2 separate regions of the Pan troglodytes genome follow, and region 1 is linked to region 2. Evidence: chromatin contacts called from public Hi-C data. All regions are on one chromosome and are shown on one strand. Each heading gives the region's core, a stretch centred on a gene start, on an enhancer-like site or on the middle of the called end of the contact. The rest is flanking DNA. Distances are from core to core; before and after follow the strand shown.

The links. A called contact is a pair of places that touch in the nucleus more often than the background predicts.
Region 1: a Hi-C map of stem cell-derived neural progenitor cells shows a contact between it and region 2, with 5 times the contacts expected there. The contact joins the promoter of FOXP1 here to the enhancer-like site in region 2. A contact is called at or near these places in 1 of 7 Hi-C or Micro-C datasets (stem cell-derived neural progenitor cells) and 1 of 1 datasets of contacts at active chromatin or transcription factors (stem cell-derived excitatory neurons).

Annotation. Positions count from the first base shown.
Region 1 is chr2:75,574,610-75,580,288 of NHGRI_mPanTro3-v2.0_pri, reverse strand. It overlaps FOXP1 (forkhead box P1), which reads left to right and starts at 2,453. Exons shown (of 19, transcript XR_010155275.1): 1 at 2,453-2,533. LOC134809482 reads right to left here and starts at 5,622. Exons shown (of 4, transcript XM_063806304.1): 1 at 5,502-5,622; 2 at 4,666-5,207. The coding sequence starts at 5,622.
Region 2 is chr2:75,040,141-75,045,378 of NHGRI_mPanTro3-v2.0_pri, reverse strand. FOXP1 (forkhead box P1) reads left to right here. Exons shown (of 19, transcript XR_010155275.1): 8 at 683-772. Among named protein-coding and RNA genes, the nearest start is that of MIR1284, 490 kb to the left of the region's middle. Within about 2 kb of position 2,223, at least 10 of the 24 cell types and tissues checked have an H3K27ac peak or open chromatin away from gene starts, as enhancers often do. A contact at or near this core is called in stem cell-derived neural progenitor cells, where this site is marked.

The sequences.
Region 1 (5,679 bases), core at 1,204-3,703, 530 kb before region 2:
CCACTTGCAAGTGAATGTAGAATTTAAGGCAGTTAAAATGCAGAATCAGATTAGCAGCAATCTAAAGATCTTTTTAGTATTGCGATGATAATAATTTTTAATAAACACACTGCTTAATCTGAAAAACAAGATCAGAGGATGAATTGTTCTTTACAGACTATGAATAGATCTGTTACATTTAAATAAGTCGTTATTCCCCTGAGTTATAATTCTACAGTCAGGCATATACCATAAACATGTTATATTTGGCATAAAGTACTTTAGAAATTAAAAACCATTTTTAATAGGTTGACCACTACAGAACCAGTAGACTGGCTACTTTGTAGATTTCCACTTAATTCCATGTGAATTCAGCATATGGAATTTCCAGTGATGTCAAAGAGTTGTTGGCAGTATTAACTGAGTTGACATAAAGCTTTTAGATCAGTGCCTAGGTCATAGTATTTAATAAATGTTAGATGTTATTATTGACAGCTGTAGACTGTGAGCTCCTCAAGGGCAGGAATTTTTATTTTTTCATCCCTCTGTGCCCACTCTGTGGTCTAGAACACAGTGGGTATGTCATTAATCCCTTTATGTCTTGACAAACAAGACATCGAACCCTAGCCTCTAGGAAGCTAGGACATTCCATACAAGCTAAAATGCATTTTATTGGTCTAGATTCTAGTCTAAAAGATTCAGTGAATAGTCTTATCTGGATAGCATGGAACTTTATGCAGCATGCATGCAATGTGAATTCTACCAGGCTGAAATTACCTTAGCAGCCTCCCTTTCTTTTATTCTGTAGCATCAGCGAATGGCTTTGTTATTTTTTTTTTTAACTTGCGAAAGATACAATTTCAAAGCGATAGTCTTATGCCACCCTTGAAATTGAGATTTAAGTTCTTCTGTAAATTAATGTTTAACAATATTTGTAAAGGGGCATTACCCGAAAGAATTTAATAATAACCTTTTCAGGATATTATCTACAACTGTGCTGGTCTCAAGACCAAAGGGACAGTAAGCCTCTCCCCTCCCCGCAAGGGGAAGTACTTTGTAGGAATCCACAGGGGTGACTTTTAATATATTCTCATAAAGAATTGGCCTGGTGTACACCATCCAGCCAGTAGCTGGAAATGCTGGTTTGGGAGTCTGGCCACTTCTGTGGTGGTGGGTCTGAAAAAATTTACTTCTGTTAACAACAACAACAACAACAACAACAACAACAACAAGACATAGAGGTCTTACAGCTTTCCAAGTCACGTTTTGGAAACACATACTCTGCTTCCTTCTCTATGCGTATTGATAAAAGTGAAAGAAATACTAGTGTCTTTTGTTTTATGTATGTATATTTCAAAACATTTAATTCAGGCTCTTAGTTTATTCCTTCGAATTTCTAAATTCAACCAAACTTCAAAAACCGCAAAAAGAAAAAAAAAAAATCTCACCTTTTCAAAGAATTGGACAAAGCTTTTTGCACGTGACTGATCACTGGGAGAGCAGGTAATTTGTGTTAAACAACGGACTGACATGCTAGCCCCCAGGCGTTTTCTTAAGAGGAGTCGTGGCAAGAACACAGTTCCTGATGCAGCCACTTTCCCCCAAAGTGGACTCGACTGCACATTCCTGCAGTGGCTCTGACAAGGGGGCAGAAGCTCGTCCCACATTCACACTCTCCTGATTCCGAGAAACAGGGGAGAAAACCCCTCGCTGGCTGGCGGGGTTTCTGTTTCCTTGCGAACAGGGGTTTGTCCTTCTGCTGAACTTTCACCTCCCGAACTCGCCTTCTTTCATTGGACAAAGTGCAGAAAGAAAGAGGAGAGACCGAGGGAGGACGGGAGAGAGGGAGAAAGGGGGTTGAAAACACCACCTCCCACCCCGCTCTCCTTCAACTGTCACTGATGGCAAAACACTTTCACTTTTAACTGGAGGAAACTCACATTCTAGCCTGTCCTCTCCCCTCCCTTTCATATTTTTAGCTCAGAATCCAAGCAAATAGCCATCGCATTCCCATCTTCGTCCCTAGTTAACACTCTCCCTTCTCGTTTTTTCCGCTGTCTGAATGGGCCCCCCATTTCCCATCTCCTGAGGAATCTCCCCCTCCGCCCCCCTGCCCCTTATTTTCCAGGTCTTTCCTGCCAGATCCCTCTGTTGCCAGGGACTGCTCTGGCGTTCCCTTCCTCTCTCTGGCCCGCGGGGCTCTGCCTCCCTCTCCTCTTTCCAATCCTGCCCGGACGCCCCTCACTTCCCCCTCCCTGGATCCCTCCCCCCAACCTCCCCCCCATTCTTGGGCAATTGCGATTTTTTTTTTCTGGGAGCCCGGTTGTTTACCCAGCAGGTGGATGTGACGTCAGGGACGCACAACAGCAAAAAATAACAACATCTCCCTCCGCGACGTGTTGGCCTCTCTCGCGCGCCTTATTTATTTATTTGTTCCGGGATGTCGGGGGGGAGGGGGGAGGGAGGAGGGAGGAGGGGGGTGGGCGCCAGCGCCCCGGCGAACGGCAAAGAGGGAGCCGCTCCCGCTCGGAGGGCCGCTGGAGTGCCCAACGGGGTGCGTGAAGCGGAGAGGGGACCCCTGCGGGAGATAGAGAGTCGGGCCGGGGTGCGCCCCCGGGCCGGTGCTGCCCGCGCCTCTGCCGCCGCCGCCGCCGCCGCCACTGGCGCTGGCTGGGCTCCGGGAAGCTAGTCCGGAGCGGAGGAATCTATTGTTATTTATTGTGTGGCGGTTGCACGCTGTACTCGCGGCGGCCCGGCCCTCGCCCGGGAGTGCGTGTGTGCGCGCGTGTGTGCGCGAGTGAGTGTGTGCGCGGGGTGCGCGCGCGGGCGGGAGTGGGCGCGCGCGGGGAAAGGCCCGAAAACACCTTAGTTTGCACCGAGAGACCATTTGCAGCGGGTGAGTTTGTATTTTTCCATTTCTGCTCCACTTTTTCCCAAGCCGCCTCCTGTCTTGTTTCCGCCACTTTAAACAACAACAACAACCAGCACAAAAAAAAAAAAAAAGAAAGAAAAAGAGAAAAAAATGGAAAAAAAAAAAAACTACTTTCCACCTCCAGGCTCCACGTGCATCTCCCCCAGCCCTCCCCTCTCTTCCTCTCCCCCCCCGGGTCGAGGCCCAGCTCTGGGATGGGTGGGGGCTGCGGGCCGGCGCGCGGGTGGAGGGAGCTCCGGCGGCGCCCGCACCCTTTGGGTTTATTTGCATAAGTCAAATGGGGGCGGGGGCGGTGGCGACTGTGAGGAGGCGAGATCGCCTGCCCGTAGGCCCCTTCACGCCTCTCTCTGCGCTCTCCACGATCGCCTAGGGGAGAGAAATCAATAAGCCCAGGCCGCCTGGCGCAACTTTCGATGCCCGGCGTTGGCGTCCGGTGGCCGCCCGGGCGCGGGGCCGGTGCGGGGTCCCGGGTCCTGGCCGCGGCGGGAGGGGGCGCGCGCCGGGCGCCTCCTAGGCCCAAAGTTTAGACTTGGAGCAAACTTTTCCCCTTCCTTCTCCGCGGGTGTGTGCCCCCTCGGTGCCCTTGAGCTGCCCCGCGGGCCCCAGCAGACTGACTGTGGTGCCTGGCCCTGGGCCCCGCATTGGGGAACTTCCCCGCTGCCACGCGCGCGTTACCCCGAGAGTCAGCGGCGAGGAAGCTCTCCCGCCACCCCCTCGGAGCCCGGAAAATTCAAACACGCACCTGCGCACCCCCAGCCAGACACGCACCCCTACGCGCGCTCGGCCTCCGCTTTCCCGAGACGAGTCCGCAACAGCCGTGGCCAGATCCACGGGTGGGTGCGGGAGCCGGATGCGCTGCGAGGAGTCGCCGCGCCCGGATCTCTCTCCCACCATCACACACATTTTCTGATTTTACCCCCCTCTGAAGCTTGGGGGACGGGGAGATTTCCCAAGCTCCGATTTGTCCTGCGTCGCGCGCGTGTCGCCTCGTCCCTCCGGCCCTGTCCTGGCGGCCGATGGCTCTCCGTCCCTCGCTTGCGCGCAGCCTTCCTCCCGAGCTCCCTGCGCTCTATTCCTGTCCCGCCGAGACGACTCCCTGGAGCCAGCGAGCCGAGGCGGCGTGCGCTTCGAGTGGGGACCACGGCGGTGGCGGCGGCGCCGGGAGCCGAGGAGTTTGCCAGTTGCCGCGGGGTCGCGGTCATTTGCTGCCTCCGCCTCCCCTCGCCCCCGCCTCCCGCCTCCCTCTTTTTCAGACAACGTCGCTCTCGGAAACTTAGATTCCTTCTTCTTTTTGGCCCTCGACGAGCCCCCCTCCCCACCTGTTGTGAGCTCCGCCTTGGTCCCGGGAGACTGGCAGTGACACACACGGGCTCTGGGGAGCTCCGCGCCCGGAAACAAAGTCGCATGCCCCCCTCCCATGTGTTTGCTTCGAAATCGCTGCCTGCAGCCCCCCATTCCCGCGCAGCTCCCGCCCCCTGTGAGAATAAGGACTAAATAAACAGTTGTAACTCCAAACCTTGCGCCCGCGATCGTATCCCCATCCCACCCCCTTCTCCCTATTCCTCCCCCCTCCTTTATGTTGTTGCAACTTTGTGAGATCCTGGGGAAGGTGCTGAGACTTTGGCTCGGGCCGGTTTCCCGGTCTCTGGATCTTTGCAGGGATTCCCTGAGCCGCATCCTCTCTTCCCTCCACGCGCACTCGCGGGTCCTCGGAGCCCGCTGCCCTCTCTGTCCTGGCCCCTCGGCCTACTCACCCGTCCCGTCCCCTTCAGTTCCCCCCAGCCTGCACGGGGAAGACTTGCTGAGGGTCGCCCCGGTTTCTTGTCGACTGCAGAACCCGAAAGTTTGTAAGAGGAAGAGAGCGCGCGGCGAGCGAGCGAGCGGGCCGGGGGCAGCGGCAGCGGCGCCGGGGACCATGGTGCTGCCGGCGCCTCCTCCGCGGGCGTGAAGGCGGCGCTCCTACTCCCTCCCCGGACTCCGCGGGTAAGTCGAGGCGGCCGCGGGCGCGGGGTCCAGGGATACCGGAGAGCCCCAGGCGGCACTAGGGGTTCTCCGTCCCCAAAGAGCCAGCCGGGGTGGCGCGAGCCTAGCGATAAGGCACCGGGAGCGAGGAATGTGCCCATCCTCAGGCCGGTAGGTGCTTCGAAATACTGGACTTCCTCCCCTCCACCCTTTCCCCCTCTTTCTTTCCTAAATCTGAAAATCTGGAGATCAAAGTTTAGCGTGGAGTGTAAAGTGCTCCGATAAAATATGGTGACATCCTCGCCCCCCTTCTCACCCCACTCCCCTCTTATAACTATTAATTATTTCCAAGTCATTGTGTCCAAATACCCTTGCTGGGCTGATTACAAAGTGTATTGATTTAGTCTGGGCTCATCCTATGCTTTCGTCTTAATTCATTTTCTTTTTGCTCTACCAGAAGACCCAAAATGAAACTTATTTCTTCCTCTTCCCTACCTCCCCACCCCCCAAGCCCTCATCTGTGAGGCTTGGGCAGAATAATGAAATTAATATAAACATTTCATTTGGTTGCATTTGACCTTATGCAGTCCACTTCTGAGGGGCTGGAATTGCGCTCATGTCTGCTCACAGGTATTTTCCAAGTTAGCATTTTCTTTTTTGTCACTGCTCTTTAAACAGGAATGCCGGAGGAGCATTCTGGATTCCCTTTGAAAGGCATCTGTACATTCAAACCGTCTACACTTCACCATTGGTTGTACGTAGACTTAAGGGTTTAGGGCTTGGACAATAGCTGAGTTGAGAAGACC
Region 2 (5,238 bases), core at 974-3,473:
ACGTTGGGAGTGGTTTAAATATGACAGCTCTTGAAGTCCCCATTTCAACTCAGAAGCTTACAGATTTTTTTTCTTTACACATAAAGAAGCATTCTAGAATTTGCTAATTTTAAGGTCCAGAGTTGATTTTACTTCTTCCACATACGATGTTGCTGAAATGAACTTCTGGTTGTCATTGCACTATGGGGACCTAATATTCAGACTTCACAGCCACCTGAACCAAATAGATGAGATTCGGAACTACAGCGTTGGGAGTCACTGGCCTGGGGTGGTGGGGACAGGATGCAGCGGAAGCTCCCAGGCTGTCCATGCACACACTGAATAACACTGCATAGTGCCCAGCCATGTCATTTAGAAAGCATGCAGAAGAGATTCACCAGACTCTCTCAGCAAGGGCATTTCAGCTTTGTTGTACAATCAAAGGTCATTCTTTGCCTTATTTTAATTAGTTTGTGTAGAAAATGGTATGTTTTTCATCAGTTCATTTTGGAGATTACTTTTCAAACAATAATGCCAAGAATAGTCAGTGTGCGCTGAATTTATTGTCGAGTTTCAAACTAAAGGTCAGGCCATTACAGATAAAAGGATGCTATTTTTCAAATCACAGTTTGTGTATGGCACCAAAAGGGACAGTGGATTGGCGCTACCCTCTGTTACTTACCGTCCTCTCTTTCCTTTGTAGCAGCAGCTTCAAGAGTTTTATAAAAAACAACAGGAACAGTTGCAGCTTCAACTTTTACAACAACAACATGCTGGAAAACAGCCTAAAGAGGTACCGACAATACATATTTTACTTTCAAACCACAGATCCCAGAGGACTATCTAGTGGCTATTAAACTGTCATTCATCTTTTAAATGATTGCACAACTGAGCTGACTCTATCGGTTCTCAGCTTTCAGACTGAGAATTATTGTCCTGTTTTCACTCAGATTTTTCTGGGTTCCATTTGCTTGCTGCCACATATTTTATAACACCACTGCACGTGTACCTGTGTGAGGAGCAGGAGAGGCATCGTTGACAGAGTCTTCAGGTTACTTTTTGCAACCTGGTAACAACTGAGGGCCAGGATGGAGCTGGGAGAAGTGAAGTGCTTTCAGGAAAATTTTACTTGGATGCACACTTAATTTTTTTTTTTTCCCCCAGCTCACAGAGCTTGGGTGTGTGGTGATGGCCTTTTCCATTGGAAGAATAACCCCTTGTGAGGTTGGATAAACAAACAAAAATGTTAGAACAAGATTAAACATCCACATCTTTTGTTTAACTTCTTCCTGCAAGTTGTACATAATGTAATTGCTAAAGGCATGTGCCAGAGAGCATGAGTTGAAGTTAGAGAAGACTCCAGCTTGGGTTGTGTTTTCTTGAGCAGGGGGGAAAAAAGTATATCATAATAGCTTCTATATGCACCACGCTTGGTAGTGTCCATAACTTATCACATTATGCCACACCATGAAGGTTGACACCATTCGTCCCATAAATGATAAGGCCTTTCTTTCCAGGGAGTTACCAGTTCACCTTCTATTCAGTTCTGCGTGGGTGAGACTCAGTTGTGGGAGTATCCGTGTGCATGTGTGCGTTATTATGACATCTTTCTACCCATTCCAGAGTTATCCAATTTAACTTGCCTCCTCATATTTTTACAGTGGACTGAAAATTCTTTTTGTTTAAGTGTTCTCCTTGGGATGACACAATTTATAATTCTATATACAGCACCTCATCCACTTTAACAGCTTCTTCACCAGCCCTAAGCAGGTGGCCACTTTTGTTCTTTTGCGGGGAGTCTTACCAGGTGACTCGACGTCCCTGTCCCTCACCTAAGTGAGGATGCTGGGCTGTGCTAATTTTACACCCTGGGAGTGACCCAGACATTCTCCCTTTGCTGCCTCCTCCCTTGACACAAATTGGGGACGTTTTCCATGTCCTGCCAAGTTTTCACCCTGGAGTCCTGTTGAGCAGCCGGATGTAAACCCCTGCAGAGTAGGGGCAGTTTTGGGGTGAACGGGAGGAGGTGTTTTAATGAAAATGCTGACACAACCTTAAGTACAGTGGCGCTCTACCGGGTGCTGCTATAATAAAAAAGGGAACAGATTAAAAAGTGTCTAAAATGTAAATCTAAAGGACTAACAGTAATTAAAATGGAAATGGCACAGGGAGGGAAGGCATGTAATTGTGAGATATCACTGTGCAGAAGGCTCTCAGCTTTGTTTTGCTGGCTGTTTTTCTAATTCAGCAGGGCTTACTCATCAGTGGCAGTTCAATGCGCGTTAATGACTCTGGGATTGCAGGCATCACTCTGGACAAAGAAATGATTATTGTGCGGTCAAAAGAAGTTCAAAGACAAGAAGGGAATTTCAGTTTTTTCCTTAGAGATCCACATTCAAGAGCATATAAATTAAGCCAAATGTTAAAAACCACAGTCTGAAAGCTGACTTCAAAGTCACAACTCTCTAATTAATGAACTGCGAGCTTCAGTTTGGACAAGTTGTGGTTTGATGCGCCCATAAATCAACATGACAGGCCTGTTTCACAGTCTCAGACAGTGCTTGTCATTGAGTCACATCAGATGTAAACACAGCAGAAAAAAGAAGGGGTATGAAGGAGGTGCAATTGATCAACAGAATTGGTAAAAACCCACTTTTGAAGCACATTATGCATGATCACAGGAAATGGTTACAGCCTCAAGAGGTTTCCCCTTCTGCTGTTGCTTTTTTGAATCAGATTGCTAACAGCCTTCAAAAGGGAGAATAAGAATTATGGAGTTTCTCCCCTGTGGCTTGCAGGCAATAACCCCCTGTTGTTATTTTGTGCTTCTTTCTTTTCAAAGGCATCAAAATTTAGTTTTTTAAAGATCTTTAACTCTATATTTGAAGACAAACAAAAAAGGGCTGCCACTGTCATTCTTATCAGTTACCAGGGATTGTGTTTTTCCTTTCTGTTGCCACTTCTTATTAACCTCTTATTTGGTCTGTGAGACATAGTTTGGAATGCACGTCTGCATGCTGGGAGAACATGAAAGTTCAGATGAGCTCAGAGGGCACATAAAGAAATGTGACGGGGAAAGTTACACAGCAGAAAGAAGGATAAAAGTTACCTCTCCCAAATTGCTGTTGTCAGAAAGGAAAGCATCTCAGAGCACAAAGATGATAGTGGTCCCTGAGTTTGGGAAGGGAGTGGCAGGGGGTGGGGAGTGTAGGGGAGAAGGAGAACACTTTGTGTCCAAACAAGGAGAAAGCAAGACATTGTAGGAACATTCTTGCATCTCCAGGTCGCTAGGTTTGCTGTGGTCCGTGCTTTGTCATCCACTTCCCAGGCAAAGGTGACCCAGGAGATAGGTTGCTTTGAATATCCTTTGAGGTAGGCAGACCAGTGGATGGGTCTCCTTGGATTCATGGTGCCAGTGGATTTGTCCGAGACCCCGGGTAACAATGCTTAGGAGATCTGTAGTTTCCTGAGGTAGGGACCAGTCTCCTGGAATTATCATGCAGGTGGTGGTCCTTTTGTGCTATAACGAGATGGAGTCACACGGTAGCATTTTCATGATGTGGACTGGTGGTTATGATTTTAACAAGGTTTGAACTTGGATGTTGACAGATGGAACAAGTATGTTAATTTACTGAGTCCCCAGTCATTAGCGGCTCATAATTTTATATTGTCAGGCTCCCCTCACCCCCTTTTTTCCTGTTTTGATTACCTCTGCAATAAGACACCTGATCTTTGGCCAGAATGATGTACCTTTGCTTTTTTTTTTCCTTCCCTCCTAAAGTTGCCTTGAGATGTTTCCTTGGGAAAGTTTGGCTCCATATTGGGTTGGACCAAGACAGGACCTTCCTTAAGAAGATACGTGCTCTTAGGTAGGGGAGGAAGAGAGGACGTAGGCCCAATACAGCTATTGAAGTGACTGCTCATGAATATTGGACAGAAGTGGTGAGGAAAATAGACAGCAGAATTCATTTTAAATCGAGCTACAAAAAAAGATTCCATCCTGTGCGGGTGAGGTAGGCTAAGTTGATTGTTTTAAAAGGGCCGTTTGTCCCGGGCAGTTATGACAGTTTATGTTAGGCAGTAGGGAGTAGCCGAAGAAAGGAAAACAGACCTTTGACTGCAGCTCTAGGGAGGGGATCCGAAACTCGAGGTTTATCAGGGCATTTTAGCATTTTAACACTGACTACTGACCTGCCGAGGGGACTGCACGGAGACCTTTTTTGTATGCATTCAATTGTGAGAAGTAAACAAATGGACCCGTATCCTGTGTTTGGTAACTGGGTGGGGAGCGCAGTTTGGCAACCAGTGTTGCTTTTAAATTCTTTCTTTGGACAATGGGCCTTGTATACTTTTATATCCTGGCTTTTCAAACGTAGACAGCTTTCATGAGCTTTTCCTAGGGATGGCCACAGAGACAACAGAAAAGGCATCAGTCATTTTACATAAATACAAAATTTTTAAAAATTTCATTTACAGTAAGGCAGGAAACACCCTCCCCCACCTCCAGCTGTACCCCCCCCATTATATTCTGCTTTCAGAAAAGCTAATTCCCTGATCTTTTATTGTGTCAATGTTGTTTTTTTCTCTTCCCTTTTTTTTGTAATGTTGTGAGTTAATATCTGTTGAAGAAGTGAAAAAATCGTTTTGACATGAATATAACTATCATTGGGTTTTACATTAAATGTGATAACTTGGGAAGGGGTGAAAACAATTGGATCATTTTATGCATGCTGTTCTTAAAATGAAAACACTGGCTTTTCATTTAAATTTATTTAAATTTTTGTTGTTAGTGGTATAGAATTTGTTTTTTGGAGTGAAACTCAATTAACTTTCTCAGTGGCATGGTAGTAAGTCTGAAATTGGTTGCTAATATGAGAATGATGGTTTTTACTGTAAAATAAACTACATGAAGACTGAAAGGAAACCACCATTTTTCTCTTTCTTTGAACTTTGCATCAGAAGGTCTTGATATACATACCATTTTATGGATGTATCAGATCAAGGTCATGTGTTAGGTTAAGTGAATGCAGTTGTTTGTAAAGTATGGTTATTAGCCAGAACATGTAAGCTCTGAAAGGGCTTGGATAGTCCTTTTAGTTGTAAAAGTCTCTCTGATCTTTTGAATCATACTCAGAATTAGGAACACTGATCTTGTTCTTTTCTTGAAGAAACTTTTCTTTTTTTTTGCTACAGTTTGGGAAGGGTTAATTTTCCTTTCATAATTGTTAGCCATAATGTGGCTAAGACCTCCACCTCGAT